2 separate regions of the Mus musculus genome follow, and region 1 is linked to region 2. The links are chromatin contacts, called in public Hi-C maps. All regions are on one chromosome and are shown on one strand. Each heading gives the region's core, a stretch centred on a gene start, on an enhancer-like site or on the middle of the called end of the contact. The rest is flanking DNA. Distances are from core to core; before and after follow the strand shown.

Evidence for each region. Hi-C and Micro-C count contacts between places; a contact is called where the count stands out from the background.
Region 1: a contact with region 2 is called in a Hi-C map of adipose-derived mesenchymal stem cells, with 2.2 times the contacts expected there. The contact joins the enhancer-like site here to the promoter of 4933412O06Rik in region 2. A contact is called at or near these places in 2 of 484 Hi-C or Micro-C datasets (adipose-derived mesenchymal stem cells and liver) and 1 of 115 datasets of contacts at active chromatin or transcription factors (embryonic fibroblasts).

Annotation. Positions count from the first base shown.
Region 1 is chr13:15,906,347-15,909,296 of GRCm38.p6, reverse strand. It overlaps the pseudogene B230303A05Rik. Among named protein-coding and RNA genes, the nearest start is that of Gm31450, 24 kb to the left of the region's middle. Within about 2 kb of position 1,341, at least 9 of the 459 cell types and tissues checked have an H3K27ac peak or open chromatin away from gene starts, as enhancers often do. A contact at or near this core is called in adipose-derived mesenchymal stem cells, where this site is marked.
Region 2 is chr13:15,801,328-15,804,038 of GRCm38.p6, reverse strand. 4933412O06Rik (RIKEN cDNA 4933412O06 gene) reads left to right here and starts at 1,409. Exons shown (of 3, transcript NR_045507.1): 1 at 1,409-2,184.

The DNA.
Region 1 (2,950 bases), core at 92-2,591, 110 kb before region 2:
GAGTGAAATAATTATGAGTGCTGCCCACCTGTGAAGCCTGCGATTCACAATAAATGATCATCACGTACACGCAAAGATGCAATAATGGCACTCATGCATGTGTGGTAACAAACAGCTGTGTAATTGGATGCAAGGCAAGTTCAACAGGAGGAAATTCAGGCCTGTACCATAAATGATGCTGATAAGGATATGCAACCTATGGAGAACCTACTGCTGCCACTTTCCCAAATACTCAAGTAAGTGTACTTGACTTCATCAAGTAGACAGAGATGATGATAGAAATCCACAGTTGGTCAAAATTCAGAGAACAACTGACTACAGGATGCCCAACCTCAAATAATACATCTATAATACACCCTATACCAATGGCTCAGGAAATACCCTGAAAGAGGAAGCAAAAAAGACTGTGTGATCCAAAGAAGTCAGAAGTCTTTGAGTGAATCAACTGCATATGACAAGAAAGCTATACCCATAAAATCTTAACAAACCTGGAGGATGACAACACAGTTTTACAAGACAAAACTGTGGAAAACAGAATTCATCAGACTCTACACCTATAGAACTACAAGCAACTAATGACTAGCATGAAGCTGAGAATCCATCTTCTCCAGGTAATTGGTTGTTCAATATGCAGTGATCAACCTAAAACATGTATACATATACATGTATATATACATATACGTGTGTGTGTGTGTGTGTGTGTGTGTGTGTGTGTGTGTGCATGTGGTGTGTGTGCAATCCAGGATTTAGGGAGTTGCAGGAGGAATATGAAGAGGTTGGGAGAAGAGAAAGGAGGGGAATTATGAGACTACAGTATGATTGTTAAATTATTTTTAATGAAAATGAGTTAGAGAAATGGCTCAGTAGTTAAGAATTCATACTTTTCTTGCATAGGACCCTGGTTTGAATCCCAGAACCCATGTCAGAGGGCTCACCACTCTCTATAACTTCAGTTCCAGAAGTCCTGATGCTTTGTTCTGATTCCCTGGGCACTGGACTCATTTGTGCACATCCACAGCCTGTACATATAATTTAAAAGAAATTTTAAGTATTCTATATTATATGATAAAACACATGATAAGCCTAATTGCATTCCTTTTAGATTCAGTGTTATATTACCTACTAAAAACAAAGAAAATGTAAACGAAATTTTAAAAACCTACTGACTGGATTCTTGTTTGTCTTTGTTATGAATATTGTTCTGAGTAGACCTGGAGCTAGCTGATGTTAGAGGGTGAAATAACTGTCATTTTCTTAGTCACACAGTGAGCCAATGTGTCACACCAGAGGCCTTTTCCTTATTACCACAGAATGAAAGATGGGGCTGTCTGTTGTAATGAGGAAAATTCCCTAGTCTAAGGAAGCCACAGAAAGTCATAAGAACACTGAATGCCAGCATCATCATATGTTTATCTAAGAGACCTCATGGCCAATTTGGTCATGCTGATCTTTCCCACTGCTCTTTTGCTGCTGGTTCATTCACAGAGACACTGAAAGGTCATATGTCTCATTGGAATTGGCAACTATGAGTTGATCACCGTCTTCCCATTATCTCCCAGCCTACAGTCTGAGAGCTAAGAAAAAGTCAGATACACTCACTAGACCTAGAATTCCCACTGGCTTCTTTTCTTGCCTTTCTTTTCTTTTTGCCTTCCTTATTCTTGCGATTACAAATCATACACCTATATAGTAAACCAGATTTGAAATGTTTTTATGCAGTAAGCAGCTCCTTAGCAACTTAACCATCTTATACCCAGCAAAGAACTATGAAAGCCTTATTTTCTATATTTGGCATGTTGTCTAAGTGAAAAAAGGAGCAAACTTTCATTTTACCTTACCCTAACAAAGTTGATACATGAAAATACCAGTAGAATCAATCCAATGTGAACATCTAGATTTAATTTTCATATAATCAACTGTGTGATCCTAGTAACTCAATTGAGTTAATGATCAAATCACTGAGGAGAGGGTCTAATTCAACATAGCGGCAATCAATTTATTTGCTGTTCAAAAGATGTAATTATTCAACCGATTGTACTACATTGATAGTTACACATAGGATATAGTCAAACACCCAGGGGAACTGAGGGCTTTCCAAAGTCCCAAAATTTACAATGACAATCTCCACATACAAGGCATTCTAAAAAGAGGTTTTTGGGTTTTACCATTGAGTCCATATTTAGTGGTTCTGGTGTAAAACAGACAATAAATATTATTTTTGAATCCAAAAATTCTGATCTTGGCTCAGCCTTGGTCCATCTGTGATTTTCCTCTTAAGTGGTGAATTCAGCCAGACATATGTCTGAATGTATCATAATTCAAAAGGATCACTGATTAAATCTTAAATAATTCATCTCTAAGAACAAGCAAATGATTCAATAGTGCTTCAAGAATAAGCATCTCCAATAAAGAGAATAGGTGTATCACAATAAGCGTTAATATCACAGAATTGTGTGTTTCTATGTGACACATTGTACTCTAATCTCTATCATCTTGGCATGACAAATCAACCAAGAATTCCCACTAAAATAAAAAATAATCACTATGGATCGGGAATGTTTGAATTTTTGTATTTTTTGCAATCAAATCATGAAAAGATGAGAGAAGAGACTATTTTATGGTATCTTAGTGACATTTATAAAGAAGCAAGAAACCATTAGCACAGGTACACACCCCAGAGTATCACTCCACCAGGCTTGGCATCAAACAGTATCTTAGAGTATAAGAAAAGATTAAAAATGAGTTTCCAACCATATTTATAAACTCTTCAAATTGTATCCTTCTTATTGATAGAGCTTGAGTATTTCAGAACGAATGAGCCCAAATAAAAGTTTCCAAAATTGATGTGTAACCTCTAGTAATATTTTACATCTTTCTAAGTGTTTAATCATATGAATAGAATGAGCTGAGAATCAACTTATCAGAGCACAGTGTGGCTGACATGCTCTAT
Region 2 (2,711 bases), core at 160-2,659:
CTACCTCTGGCCCATTTTATAACTGTGTGCTAAGAATATTAAATTCTGTAGAAAGTTAAGGAAGTGGTCCATGTCACTTCAGGGACTGAATCATCAGGTTTTGGAAAACTGTGATAGGAGAGCCAGAGAAGGTCAGGGATGCTGTTGTACCCCGACACAAGAAACAGCTCACTGTCCCATAGAGTCTGCACATCCAAGAGATGATTCTGGAGGCTGCTTCTCTCTTTCTCTCGAGGCTGGGACAAAACACCCATCCAATATGCCCATTAATTATCACAACTCAGAGAAAACTCTCATTCTCCCCACTCTCCAGATGAGAACGCTGGGGCTCACACAAGCTCACTACCGAGTCAGATGAATACACTTTTAGTCCCCTAAATTCATTAATTCTGGCTTCAATTTCCTGCTATAATCATTTCAACCGTTTATCATTGCTGGCCAGAACCTGGTAACACAAATATTTACTTAGTCTAAAGTACATTGGCTTACTGGTTTTTAGTAGCTGAAAACCTCCAATAAAAGCTACATTGGTATTAATAAGGAAAGAACACATTTAGTGTGAAAGAGAAGGGCTTTCTGAGCAAAGATTAAACGTCATACTGCTCTCTCACACTAAGCAGTTCTTTAGGACAGAGGATTCTGGAATTACAACTGTTTTCCATGAACCTTAATATTTTTAGTGTTCAGTTTTTAAATTATTTATGTGCTCTTTCCTTATTGATATTAACTCAAGTTTTTAATATTCTTATGTGTTAGCTACTTTCCTTATCTTGGATTTGGAGGAGTAGAGAGCATCTTTGTTGGGGGTGAGTCGACTCATTCATTCCCAAAGGGCTCTAAAAGTCAAGGTAGCGTGTGTCGTGTGAGAGACACTTAAAGGTTCTGTAGTGGCCCAGCGTGATCAATTGGGCAGTCTAGAGAAACTCTTCTGAGAGCAGTAGGTATATGGCTCTGAGGACACAAAGTCAGGATTCTACGAGGCTCTTGGAATGTTCTGGAAAAAGTTTTTCCTAGTAGAGTCAATGAGGGAAAGATACATTCAGCAGCCTGCTTGTAATGGTTAAAATATTCTTGAGCTAGTTCTTTCTACAAGTTATACACATTTCAAATCCCTATAGCTATTTTTGTTTAACTTTCTTAGACTTGATATACCTCCATTTTTATTTTCTTCCTACCAAGCCATTTAAAGGCATTTCTTAAATGAAAGAGTTCTGTCGGGTCTTCTGCCAAAAGGTTCTAAATTCTAGAATTTTGTTCCTCTCTTTTCCCCAGAAAACAAAAATTGTAGTTCATGTTCAACAAAATCTTAATTACATTAAAAAAAAAAAAAAAAAAAAAAAAAAAGGAATCTTTGCGGCATAGCCAAAGAGCAGCTGACCTCAGCGGTTGCCAGGCAACACTGTCCACATTCAAGCTCTGACTCAAAGAGGGTGCATGATGCAGCCCCGCACTGGAGCAGGAGCCGAGCAAGATACGTGCAGTGTGGCGGGCAGTATTGGCCAAGATCGGGCCTGAAGTGAACTTTGTGGCTTGAAGATTCCCGAGCAGCAGCAGTCCTTTTTGAGAAGTGGGATAATTTGTTTTTGGCAATACACTGTTTCTTTTTTCCGCGGGTGAGAAGAAAAAAAAAGTGTGGGAAAAAGCTTTGGAAATCTTGCAAGACCTCTTGGACATAGACTATGTGTTACAAAACATATTTTTGACGAGTTAAGTGTTAACCAACCAAAAACAGACAGATTGTCCTTCCCATGTTAGCTTCAAAATGCAGCAGGGGAAGCGACCATTACTGAACACCCTGTGAAGTTGCCGAACCCTGTCATTTTCAAAAGCTTGTCAAAAAGCCCAGAGCACAGAGGCCAGAACGGAGTTACTTGTCCCTTTCTGCAGGATGTGAGTGCAGCCTTCTGGGTGAGCGAGCCGGAGAGAAGAAGAAAGAAAGAAAGAAAAAAGAACAATACCAAATCAAAGGACTCCAACTGTCAGTGAAGGGTGGTCCAGAATAAAACTTTCAAAGGAGAAAAAGATTCATTTTAAACCATAATGAATTCTCTTTGTCATTGAAAATTCATCTAAAGACATATTCCATGACTACTTTTGACAGGCAATGATCTGAATATGTGATGTGCAGAGACATTATTTCTTGTCCTCCAAAAGCTCTTAAGGACTTCGGGAAGAAATGGATCTGTAAGCAGATAATTACAATACATTGTGATTTTATAAGAATTCAGGAAAACAAGAACAGAAGTGCTAATTCTACTGAGACCTGAGAAGATCTAGGAGAATTGTTGGGTCTTTTATTATTATTATTATTATTATTATTATTTTTTCCATTTTTTATTAGGTATTTAGCTCATTTACATTTCCAATGCTATACCAAAAGTCCCCCTTACCCACCCACCCCCACTCCCCTACCCACCCACTCCCCCCCTTTGGCCCTGGCGTTCCCCTGTACCGGGGCACACTAAGTCTGCGTGTCCAATGGGCCTCTCTTTCCAGTGATGGCCGACTAGGCCATCTTTTGATACATATGCAGCTAGAGTCAAGAGCTCAGGGGTACTGGTTAGTTCATAATGTTGTTCCACCTATAGGGTTGAAGATCCCTTTAGCTCCTTGGGTACTTTCTCTAGCTCCTCCATTGGGAGCCCTGTGATCCATCCATTAGCTGACTGTGAGCATCCACTTCTGTGTTTGCTAGGCCCCGGCATAGTCTC